Regions from separate parts of the Anas platyrhynchos genome. Here region 1 is linked to region 2. A link is a contact called in public Hi-C data. All regions are on one chromosome and are shown on one strand. The core of a region is the stretch at or near the end of the contact, and the rest is flanking DNA. Distances in the headings are between cores, read along the strand shown.

What was found. Hi-C and Micro-C count contacts between places; a contact is called where the count stands out from the background.
Region 1: a contact with region 2 is called in a Hi-C map of subcutaneous adipose tissue, with 2.2 times the contacts expected there. The contact joins two enhancer-like sites. A contact is called at or near these places in 2 of 8 Hi-C or Micro-C datasets (skeletal muscle and subcutaneous adipose tissue).

The regions. Positions count from the first base shown.
Region 1 is chr19:7,728,892-7,735,070 of IASCAAS_PekinDuck_T2T, forward strand. All of the region lies in intron 2 of SEPTIN9 (septin 9), which reads left to right. Among named protein-coding and RNA genes, the nearest start is that of SEPTIN9, 42 kb to the left of the region's middle. Within about 2 kb of position 2,915, at least 3 of the 8 cell types and tissues checked have an H3K27ac peak or open chromatin away from gene starts, as enhancers often do. A contact at or near this core is called in subcutaneous adipose tissue, where this site is marked.
Region 2 is chr19:7,673,252-7,679,257 of IASCAAS_PekinDuck_T2T, forward strand. No RefSeq gene overlaps it. Among named protein-coding and RNA genes, the nearest start is that of SEPTIN9, 14 kb to the right of the region's middle. Within about 2 kb of position 4,685, at least 1 of the 8 cell types and tissues checked has an H3K27ac peak or open chromatin away from gene starts, as enhancers often do. A contact at or near this core is called in subcutaneous adipose tissue, where this site is marked.

The sequences.
Region 1 (6,179 bases), core at 1,665-4,164, 54 kb after region 2:
GGCATGAGCATGAGCAGCGTCTGTGAATTACCAGTGTCCAAGTGCGTGCGTGTTTCACTGGCCCTTGCTGGAATTGACTCAGCTGCGGGTGGTTCAGATGTGGTAGAGCTAGGGCTACGTCATTTTGGGGTCAGAATGCACAAACTGGGCATGGGGAGCGCGCCCCGAGCCTTACCCCAAGGAGCCGTGCCTGGGGGCTGGAGGTGGGGCACGTGTGTGGCTGCTCCGCTCGGCTCAGGCAGGAGCAGGCTGTGCCTGGCAGGATGGGGAATGTAATGATGTAGGAAAATCATCCCTAATGGGGCTTCAGGCACAAAACTGGCAATATCACAGGGGAGAAGAGGAGCTCGGCTGGCTCTATGTCTCGTTCAGAAGGCGCTGCCCACGACATGGGCAGCCGTGCTCTCCCCCCGTGGCCGGGCAGGCAGCGCTCCCAGCACAGGGAGAGCCAGAGCTCCGGCCTCGGTGACTAAACCGAAACATGACTCAGATGAAAGCAGATCTGTGCAGCGCTGGGGGCCACGTTCGTCACTGTTCTGGCCCTAAGCATGCTTTTAATTAATATTCTGCTGTGGGTGGGAAGAGCTGACTCCAGATCTGACTGTGTCGCTGCTGGACGGGGTGAGGGCACCTCGGAGCGGGTGGGAATTGGGCCTCTCCTCCTCCTCGAGGGCTGTTTTCCCACAGCTGCTGCAGCTCAGCACGTCCCATGGGGTCTGTGCCGCCCAAGCAGAGCCCAGGCTTCCTCGCAGCGGAGCAGTGTCCCCAGTCTGAGATCCCATGACGATGATGGGCGCTGCGGGTGAAGGCCCTGAATGCACGGGGTGATGCTGGCGCTGTGCCTTGCTCCAAGCAGCGAGGTCTTCCTCAGGCTCTGTAAGGAGGCACCGGGCTCCGGTGGTGCCTTTGGGTGCAGGTATAAGAAATACCCTCTCATACAACTTGCTGATTCCTTTTAATCCAGTTAAACTATCTCTCGCACGTTTCCACACGCTAATCCTGCATGAAAAGCCTAAATCAAATTGGTTTCCAGGCATCCTGCTCTGGTGGTTTGGGGCCGGGCAGCTGTGCTGGGGGCTGCGGCCCTGCTCACATCTGTGCCCCGCTCTGCCTTTCCGAGCACTTTGGTGGCAGCAGGGGTGCTCCTCGGCTGGAGGTGGCTTTCCTCAGCAGATGGCTGGTTTGATTAGTCCAGATCTTTCTACAAAGCCCTGATTGTTAATGCCACGGGGCCCTTTACCTCTTCTTGAAAGGAAAGGGTCAGCAGCATGCCAGGCGGCCGGGGTCTGATTACTGCGATGAGGGAGTGATGGGATCGGTGCAGCCACCGTGGGAAAGGAAGTCTGATCTCCCAGGTAAATTATTAATGCTGCCTTTAAAATTACACTTGGAGAACCCAGTGTAGAAGTTACTAAATGATTAGCAGGTAATTATAACACCTGGATGCAATGAGTGGCATGTATGAGGTGCAGGGCCCAGGAGCAGGCAGCTGGGAGTGCTGGAGGTGCTTGTAAGCAATGTGCTGGACTCCAGAACAAACGGGGAACTGTTTATTAACCCACTGGTGATCCTTTTGTAATCTTTCAGTTATACAAAGCACCACCTGTGGGTATATGCTTGTGTGTGCGCATGCATCCAGAATTTAACATGTTTTATGTGTCATTTGTGCACCTCAATGATCAGAGCAGTGAGAAGACGGCCCCTGCTTGCAGCACAGGGCTTTTGGAGGCTGCCCAGGCAGCAGCTCTCACACTGAGTACATCACAACCGAGCATCTTCGGTGGTCCTCAGAGCCCCGTGGGATGCACCACGTGCCTGCCCTGAGCACTAGAGAAGGGGAGAAGTGATACTGTGTGTGAGTGTTGGAGGTGTGAAGGGTTGGTAGGAGGGAATGTGCCTTTTTGTCACTTTTTTATCCAAGTTAATCTTTAAAAAGCATGCAGCAGGGTTGGGATTGCTTCTTATCACTCTGTCTTTTCTGCTTCAAGATTTTTGGTGCCGCTGTTGTTCCTGGGAGATGGCAGTTAGGACAGTGACATACTGCTTTTTCATGGTCCTCACACACCTGTAGGCTCTCCTTTACCAAACGTGTTTCTCTTTGCTCTGGCTTGTGGCATGGGACACCAGGTCAGGCATTTGCAGTGTGGGTGCTTCTACCTTCTGTTAGATCCCACCCCCTCCATCCAGCCCTGGCACACTGGATGCTTTTTCCTGCCTGTCCCACCTTTGCTGTCAGCCACTGGGCTGTCCTTAGTTCTCCCCTCACTGTCCCCTGCTCCTACCTGGTGCCCACAGCCATGGTTTATTGCGGTGTTCAATGCCCTGTCCCCCGAGTGCCATGCACTGCAAAAAAGCCTGCAGCTTTTTTTTGCTGGTGTTCTTGTTCAAGCATCTGCCTTCACCCACTTCGGAGGTGCTGCACTGTGACCTGCAATGACTGCGGGTTTTGGCTCAGTTAATAACCAGATAGGTCCCGTTGGGCCTCCTCTCGGGAAGGGTTTGGGTTTCTTGGGGCTGCAGAGCTGCCTCTGCAGACAGCTATGTTTGCAGCGTGCTCGGCTGCTCCCAGCCTGCTCTCGCCTGGCCGGTGGATGCATTCCCGCAGTTGTCTGAGGCATGTCAAGGTATGAAGCATTATCCATTTCCTGATGTCTGCTTTTAAATCTGCTGGAATTTCTGCTCATCTCCATTAAATACGATCCCGCTGTGGCGCACAGCTCATCTCTGGCCTGACAGCGGAGGTAACACTTCTCAGCACCGCTCTGCTGAGCTTGGTGAAGCCCGGGGCAGGAGCTCCCTTCCCGCCTGCCCTTCTGCTCCGTGCTTCGCTGGATGACTCGGAGCCTCCCAGCAGAGCGATTCCCATGCTGCTGGGGTGAGGGAGGACGTTTCTCATGCAAGTCAGGGCGCTTCCAAGGTCCAGCATACCATAATGCTGAGTAGGAGCAAGTACGTAGTTAGGGAAGTATGTCTGGGTCAACACATGTCTTCTGTTGCCTTAATGATCTCAGAATCACAATATCTTTGTCCTGTTGGCTTCTCCATGCTGTAGTGCAGCTGTAACTAATGGACAGAATAATTTGTTAGAGAGCAGCGATGCCTTGGGCTGCGAGCACTGCAGTGGGGCGCGGGGCCCCAGCATCGTATGCACAGCAGTGAAGGTTTAATGGGTAGCGAGTCCCGTTGCACGGTATGATGCCTGAGAAAATTCAGGCTAGATTTCTTGCTCTGCCTCAGATTTGCTGTAACTCCTTGGAAAATGGCATTTGTGGTCCCGTTACCCCTTGATTTTTGAGGCAGGATCTGGCCTTTGGGGGTCTGTGCTGAAGCTCTCTGCAGGCAAAGGAGCTTCCAGCTGTGCTGTTAGTGCTTGGTGGGTACCCCACCGAGAACAGCTGAGGGAGGTGGTACCCCGTCCTTTACTACGTGCTCAACCCACGTCCCTCGAGACCATCCCCTTTGCACCGAGCTTCTTGGGAGCCAGGCTCTGCCCCTGCTTCTTACCAGAATGCATTAGTTTTACAAGCAATAATCACGCAATAAACCTGAAAGTGGATTAATTTTTTTTATTTTTTTTTTTGCTAGGCCTGGTCTGTATCCACGAGAAGTTGGTGCTACATAAACAGGCCTGTGTTGGTTTAGTGATCACATCCCTACCAGAGAGCGTCTAAACTAAAGCAGTAGTTCTGTGAGAAAGCTCTGGGTTCCAGAGAAGCTGATTTGGGGAGTGATAAGCGTGATTCCTCACATGGGATCTGTGGGCTTGGCTGCGTGTGACATGCTCTCCTTCGCTTTCGATGAGTGCAGTTCAGTGAGCGCAGGACATGCTTTTTTATCAGTTTCAGATGCTTTTTCTTTCCAGGGCTGCATGTTTTGAGTTCTTAGCCCCGGTGCTGGCGCGGTGGCTTTGGTGACATTGGCTGGTGTGGGGCAGGTGTTGGGGCTGGACTTTCTGAGCTCCTGAGCGAGCACAGGGCTGGGCCGGCAGATGTGGGATGGGGAGCTCGCAGCGGCTGGGCTGCTCGGGTGAATGTAGTGCCTTGGCTTGCAGGTGAAGTACGTTGGAGTCTGTCTGGGTCATTTATAAAACAAAGGGAAAGAGTTAAAAAAGAGCTGTTCCTGATGTTACTGGGACAGTAACTGGGACAGTAATATCAGGAACAGACAATTTGCACAGAACTGGTCAGCCTTTGGGTGCTGACTGCTGGGTGCCCCCCGAAACAAGGTCCTGACACCACGTACAGCGATGGGGCGAGCTGCCCCAAGTGTCTGCATCAGGCTCCCAGCCCAGAGACCCATGTCCTTGACTATGCTGCCTGTAAAGGAGAGGGGAGGCCATTTTAACAGCTTCAGCCGGTCTTTGCAAAGCTACACTCCATAAACAGTGCTCTCTGGGAACTCACTGCTGCTTTTTAGCATGCATGCAGGGGGGGTGCCCGCAGAAATGTCTCAGTGGGCTTCCTTGAACCACCTGGGTGCCTCTGAGGGGCTCAGGTGGCTGCTGACCCTGAGCTGACTGTGAGACCCCAGCATGGGTCATCCAACGTTTCCAGAGAGCCCGTCGGCAGCTGCATCCCAGCAGCACCAGTCACTGCTTGCCAGCAGGCTAAGGGTGAGTGTCCCCCTCCCCAGACACTTGCACCTCGGATCTCCTCTGGCACAGCTCCTTTGCTCCCAGCGACCCATTCCCTGCTCGGAGGGGCTGGGAGAGCCGGGGTTGTGCAGCTTGGGTGGGTGACGATGGGTGCAAGGCAGTGGTGGCCTGGGGCATGCAGCTGGGCCTGTGGCCACCCAGGCCGGGAGGGGGCGGCGTGAGCCTGCTGCTGCTGCTGCGCCTCTGCTGCTGCTGCGCCTCTGCTGCTGCAACGTCCCACACTGTCCGCGTTGGATTTTGCTTCCAGAAGTAGGCACAGGACTACATTCCGCCTCTGGAGAAAGATAAATGATTGTTGAGGATTGCAGCTGAGGGAAGTCCTTTGTGTGTGTATACGGAGGCACTTTGTTTGATAAAAATAGATGGGTGTTTTTTCACCGCGTTGCTAAAAGCATCTGGGTTCCCCTCTCCTAAGCTGATCAGATTTTGGCACAGCTTTTATTTAGCAGTGAGTCAGGATTTAAACTGTACCAGGAGGGAGTGATCGTGCGGCAATTAGAAGCAGGAATTTTGGAGTCCTTTTCCTGCTCCTCCACTAAATTACTCCGCATCCTTATGTAAATCATTTAACACATGTGCTCTAACTTCCTATATGGAAAATGAGGTAGATGCTTTCCGCTTTTCATAGACAGGCAATTCAGGATGCTCTGCCAGGCAGCTGGGAGGGATTTGTCGTGATAAAGCTGGGAATTTGACCCGTTTGAGATGCCGGCAACCCCGTGCAGGGCAGGGCTGAGGCTCCCTATGGGGTAGAGGCAACTCCTGCTGCTGATCTGAGCTGTGGGGCTCGCGAGTAGCTGCATGTCAGGCTGGAGACGTGAATGGATCTCACCGGACCCATCTTTCATCTGTGCTGGGGAGCATGGGCCAAAGAGCAGGAGTACGGGATTTATTCCCGGGCTGTGATGTCCATCCGTCGGTCATCACAGGCAGGGGAGGTGCAGGCAGAGCTTCCTCCAGGGGGACTTTGGTGCTGAGTGGTACAAAATCACCGGCCAGTGCCTTGTTCCAGCAGGAGCAGCACCAAACCCAGGATCATGGCTCTGCTCTGCTCATCAGCAAGAGCCGTGTGGATCTCCTGCCTTCACCAGGCAGACAGGAGGGGATGTAAACCTTCTCGGCCTCCCCTGCTGCCTGCAGCTGGCCTGTCAGTGCTGCCCCCTCTCTGCTAGGGGAAGATGATGTTGTCCTGGTGCGACGTGCCATCGCCCCCCATTTGTCACCCTGAGTCCTCTTCCCCTGACCATAAAGGGTTTAGCGGTTTTGCTCTCTTGCTTTTCTTTTGCCTGTGGCTTCTCTCACCTCTGTGAGGTCTGTAGGACTTGGAGCAAGTGAGGCATGTAGAAATGCTCACAAGGAGGGCTTGTGTTTAAGAGTTTAGCGGCTTATTTCGGTAGAGACAAAGCAGAGAACTGCTAGGCTGGGAAGCAGGGGTTCTTCAGCACCTGAAATATTTACCATTTCATTCCCCTCTCACATTTCTAACACTTCAAGTGGAGAACTGGTCAGACCTGGCTCTGGCTAC
Region 2 (6,006 bases), core at 3,435-5,934:
TTCTGGAGAGGTTGAACTCAGCTATCGTGTTTGATTACTTGTTAGCAAACAAACCAGGATGTTTGGCATAAGGGACAACAGTTACAGTTGCCATGTGCACAAAGGGCTCAGATTTTGTCACTTCTCATGCTCTTCTTTGCCGGAAGAGTATTATTAGGTAAGTGCTATATAACCTTGTGCACAGCTTCCTCCCTACTGAAGTTGGTAGAGTAAGGCTGCATTATATTGGTTACTGGTAGTTGCTACGAAAAATCCTAAATGAGACAGGCTTGGTTCTGAACACTGCTTGGGCTGTCTGATTCCCAAGGACATAGGCTTTGGCTGGGACTGGGGATGGTGCTGGGATCTTCTTTTTCATTTGCTTTCTTTAAAAAAAAAAAAAATAAATCACTTTTTTTTTTTTTCATTTCTGGCTTCTAGGGAAACAAATCTGAAGCACATCACTCTGATAGGAAACAGAAGAAGAATTATATTGCTGCTTTTTCAAAGATCACTTGCCATGAGGACCACCCCTCCCCCCCTTCCCCCCCCCCCCCCCCCCCCCCCCCCCCAAAAAAAAAAAAAGCTAGGCAGGCTTGCTTTACAGGCTGCTCTGAGGAGCTCTTGGGTTACTCTCTTAGTGCTTAGCAAAATTTCTTTATCTGCTTATGTTGGAGTCTGCTGTGACTATATCCCACTGGTTTTGCATTATCAAATCTTACTCCGGTTTAGCAGAAGCATTAGACAGATATAAGCTAGTCAAGTGTTTTTAACATCCAGTGGTTAAAGCAGACAGTGTTTTTTTTTTATCTAAAGAAAATGAAAGCTATTAGAGCAATGTTTATTTTAAGCTACGAGCAAAATGTATGAGCTTAGATGCTCCTAAGTTATCTGTCTGCACATCTTGTGGACAATCTCCAGGAAGTCAAAGAGCTCTGAGCCTCAGTGGCTGTCATTACATCTCCCCTCGTAATGTGTCCACCCTACCTGTGTATTTGCCTGAGGTTTGGGAGCTGGTGTTATGAATATATGTGGATATGTAGTAAGAATTGTCCAGATTCTTTTCTATTTTCTGTAAATATCTATGCAGTTGATTTTTTGGTATCTGGATCTTGGCACAAAAGAGTTAAAATTCTCATAGCGGCAGTAAAAAAAAACCTTGAGCACACAGCAGAGGTCCTCATTTGTAAGCAAAGTTTCAAGTTGTGCTGCTGAGAGTTGATGACAAGCTAGCCTTAAGACACCTGGTGTGGTAATTCCCAAAGGCTGCCAAAGCTGCTTCACATAGGCAGGCTCCTCCATGGAAGAGCTCCAAAAGATCCTTGCCTTTGTCTCTCTTAATCAGAGCTAACTGGAGGTGAACAGCACCACACAGCTGCCTTGTATGCCATGGGCCAATTAGCAAATCTCCCCAGGTGAAGCTAACCTTTCAATGAGGATGAAATCTAGAGTTAAATAGATTAAACAGGTGGTGTAAAAATAGGCAGGACTCATCTTGTTGACCATCACATGTCTGCAGTGGAGAATCAGAGGCACATCAGAGGTGGTCATCCAGGCTGCTTTTGGAGTCTGCAGATTTGCAGGATGCTTGCAGTACAAGATCCCTAGGAGCTGGATGTCCCCTATAGAAGAAAACACAGCATCCCCTGCCCATGCAGCACAGGCTCTCTAAAGCCTGGGCAGTAGAGCTGGAAGCACCCCAGCACCACCAGGATGTGTGGGAGGGAGTGAAAACAATGAAGCAGCTTCTGATGGTTTAATTTCCATTAGGTCTTTCATGAAAGGACTTCAGTATGCTTTACACTGAGATTGGAAGAGACTGTTGTTAATTAAATAATTAGCTGTTTAAAATGTATTTATTAAGGCTTAACAGCCAGGCCACAGATATGCATCAGTTACAGAGCCACAATATCTGCAATAAATGTTTTTCACCCCATAATCAAATATGGTTTAATTAGGCAATGCTGGGAGAACAGTTGCAATAAATAGTGGGTAAGACTTGCCTTTATAATTGAGATTTAATCAGCCAACTCTCGTATGTTCATTGAATAATTGATTATTCTGCGCATTTATCAAGGATTAAAAACTCAGTGGTAGACATGCAAATCTGCTTGTATTAAATACATCTGAAATTCTCAAATACCATTTAATGCATATTAACGTTCTGATTCAATCTAAATGGCAGACACATTGGAGATCTCGCATCTGACGTAGGCTTCTTTATTGGCATTTATCAATTTTTTCTAAATTGAACTGTTTGCATTTGTTGCTTTGGAAGTAGTTGTAGGAGATGAACAGAAACATAGTAAGGGGAAGTGAAAGGGAGATAGCTTGCTCATTCCAGGAACGTGCAAGATGCCATCCTGGATGGGACAGCAGGGAATATTTTTACATTGGCTGCCAGTGAGCATACTAAACCAAGTGAAGCAGCCAAACAGATTGGAAGTGGGAACTCTCCCCACAATGTTTTAGTGTTTGTTTCATACAACAAGCATGTAAAAATGTCCGTGGATAGTTTTTGTAACTCCTAAAAAAAAAAAATAAATAAATAAATAAAATGCATTTGGGTGAACAGTGCTGGGGTTATCAAGAACCAGCACAAGGTGTGTCTCACTGGCTAGCTGCAGCTTTTGCTGCAAAGCCTGGGGGAAGCAAACAACCCTGGGGCTGCCAGGGTTGTTAGAAGACCTTTTTTTTTTTTTTTTTTTTTTTTTTTCTGAAGGTTAAGGATGGAGTAAGAACAAGAAAGAACATGACATTGTGGTTAATGGTGGTGGCTCACTTCTGAAGCGAGAGGAGTGCCAGATTAACATCCCAATTAAAAGTGAAAGCAAAACTTAAACCAAGGTGTAGGGCACAAGCCTGCACCTTGGTGAATCCCTTTTTGCTTTTATATCCCATGCAGCTCATACAGTGTTGCAGTCAGTGCTGGAAGCACAGGAGGTGCTCAGCTTCTGGGAAGCAAACAGATTTGTCACAGGTGTGGGACACCTCAAGCTTATACATTCTTTAAAAGCTTAGCTGTTAGTGGCAGAGCACTGGTAACAACAGATTAGTATTTAATTTGTGTGGTCGAAGGCTCGGACATCAATGATACATGCTGGACAGTGAGGGCAGGAGCAAGTGTGTAGCCTGAAGATCTCAGGGCAAAGCCAGTATGCAAGGCTGATTTGTGTTACCGGTTGTTTGTGGCATCAGTGCTCTTTAGGGGAAAAAAAACAACAACTTGTAGATTTGAACATTTTCCAGTGGGGTGAGCCTCTTCATTAGCGAAGTGAAACCGATAAATGTAGCGTATGTTCCTTCCATCTTCTGCAGTCATTCTGGAGAGCATGTCCTCTACATCTGCCCTCTGAGCCCCACGTCCACAGCCTGAACACCACTTTTCCAAATCCAAGACTAATGAGCCAAATGGCTGCTGTGTGCAGACTGCTTGCTTGATTTTCCGCTTTGTGAACCATTCCTTGCTAGCTACAACTTGAACACAAGAGGGTGATGTTTCTTCAGGAATTTGCTGCAAGGACAACCAGTTTATAGAGAAATGTGCTCAGTGGGAGAAAATAACCATATCTTGTTTTCTTCCATATTGGTAGGGCCAGCCTTGCTCTTGTTTGGCACTTGTTACAGTGCTGGGTGGACAATGGGATATGCTGTCCTACTACTGCTCATCCCTGAGCAAACCTGCTGCCTGGGATGCTGCAAAACCACTTAATCTGACCAGTGGCATTTTTTTTTCAGGGTTTCCCTTCTGAGGACCCCTTCCCTTGTCTTTTTCCAGAGGTGCAAGCTGTTGCTGAGTCTCTGGGGGCTGTGGCCATTCCTTCTGTGCATGCGTCTCATTTGTATTGCACAAATACCTGGGTGCCCATTGCTGACTGCGCTGCCTTTAAGTGCTTGGGAAGTACAGAGGAGAAGCTGTTTCAGCCCCAGGCAGGGATTACAGTTCCTGATTGCATATGGAGCAGTGTTGAGAGAAGAGCTGTCTCCAGGATCAGCATATCCTGTTCCTGCAGATCAGCTCTCGCTTTCCCCAGGCCAGGCTCACTGCAGCGTGCTGGTTTGGGGATGTAGGTCTTGGGCTGGGGGCACTGGTGGCTCTGCTGAATTCTGACCAATTTCCCAAACTGGAGAGAGGATTTGGGCAAGTCCCCATGTCAGCAAGGATAATGTTAACTCTCTCCCTGCTCTGTACACCATCAGGCAGATGTGGATTTGGGATCGTCTCCCTGACTTGCCATTTGCCTCCTCTGTCTCATAGCTGTGCCCTGGACCAGGCAATGTCTCGGCCTCCAGCAGCAGCATGGCGATGAGCTGAATCTCTGAAATGACAGGCCCTCAGTGAGGCTGCTGGATGCCTTGCTGGATATGTAATCCCTGCGCTTGGAACCCGCACGAGACAATGCAAAGCAAATTGCTGCAGACTAAATATATGGTCAGGATGTGTTGGGAGTTGGCAGTGCAGCTGGTTGGGGCAGCCAGGGAAGGAGGAGGGGAATGGTCAGCTTTCTCTTTCTATTGCTCTGTACGATGCTCGGGGTCCTTTAAAAGACTTTAACATGGTTTTGGAAAGGAAGAGCTGGAGGAGACTCAGCCACAAAAAGCTGGATGGTGGCTGAAGGGCGCAGCGTGCCTGGGAACTGTGAGAAGGGATCAGCGGCCAGCTCTGATCAGAGGATGAATTTGGGAGCAGATTGTTTCACAGCAGCTCAGAACAGGGCTCTGGCACCTCCTATGAACTGGGGGGAGATGGAGTTCTGCTGTGGCCCACTCCATGATCACAGCTCACACGTGATCCTTTGTATGAGCTGTGCTGCACGCGGGCAGCTGGCTGAGGCAGGGAATGTCCTTCTGAGAAGAACACAACCAAAATAGAGATCAGTTGTCTTGCCTGGTTTACTGTAACTAATTGCTAATGTTGTCACAGTGGAACAGATACTTAAAAACTCAATCAGAGCTTTGTATTTTAAATTGACTTATTTTTATATTTCACCTGGCTCGCTCAGAAATTAGAATGGACTTTGCTTTTTTCTGTTCAGAATCATTTTCTGGCCCTTCGCCCAGACCAGAAGAGCCCCAAGCTCTCCCATACTGAATGCTGGCAGGAGTTGAACAGTACAGTTTGGCCTCAACTGTTTAAAGTGTTCTGCCTTGAATAAGGACACAGCTGTAATGATGACTGACCTCTTCTTTTACTGTTCCTCAAACTGGAAAATCCAACGTGATAGCACTCAAAAATCTTGGGTTTTGTCTTTGGGTAGCACTTCTTATGGTACATAATGATAAAAAGGGAAATTACAAATTTTTATCGGTACTTTGAAGGCAAATACCCACCTGAACATTCTAGTTTTGCAGCGTTTGAGAAGATGTGTGACACGTTGGATGATGTCTAAAGGTTGAAGTGGCTTTTTCAGCTGAGCATCCTGCCGGCGGGCAGCGGTAGCAGAGGAGATCTCCTATGAGTCGTGCTAGTTGTACTCTTCCTGTTAAGTGAAGAAAGTGCTTTGGCTCAGAGCTTATTCATGAAACAAACCTGTGTTTGATCACCTTTGTCCTCACCCTGCAGGTAGAGAGGGTATGTCAATAGATCATATTGTAGAGCTTCAAATGTAATGTGCAGCTTCTGGAGCACTGCTCAGCTGCCTAGTAAGTTCTCAGACAAGATCACTTTGCTTGCTAGGCATTTATCCATCCTGGAAAGAGGCTTGTGGGACACTCCTCATTTGAATCCCCACCATTTGTAGGCACAGCAACTCCACTGCTGAACCCTCTATAGAAGGCAAGAGCAGGCAGGTAAATTGTGCTCCACCTGGTGCAACAAGGGCATGGAAACAGCTGTATATGATCAGCAGGCAAACCTCAGTGACAGTCCTAAAACACCATGGGTCAGCTGAAATAAATCACCTCTTCTAATGTCCCTAGAGCTATGCAGGCTTCCATCACCTGAGACCTGAGTTCTGTGTTCATCTGAATCATTCCCAAGGTGGCCCTGCTCTGGCTCTGCTGCCTGCTGACCTGGACTTTTTTCAA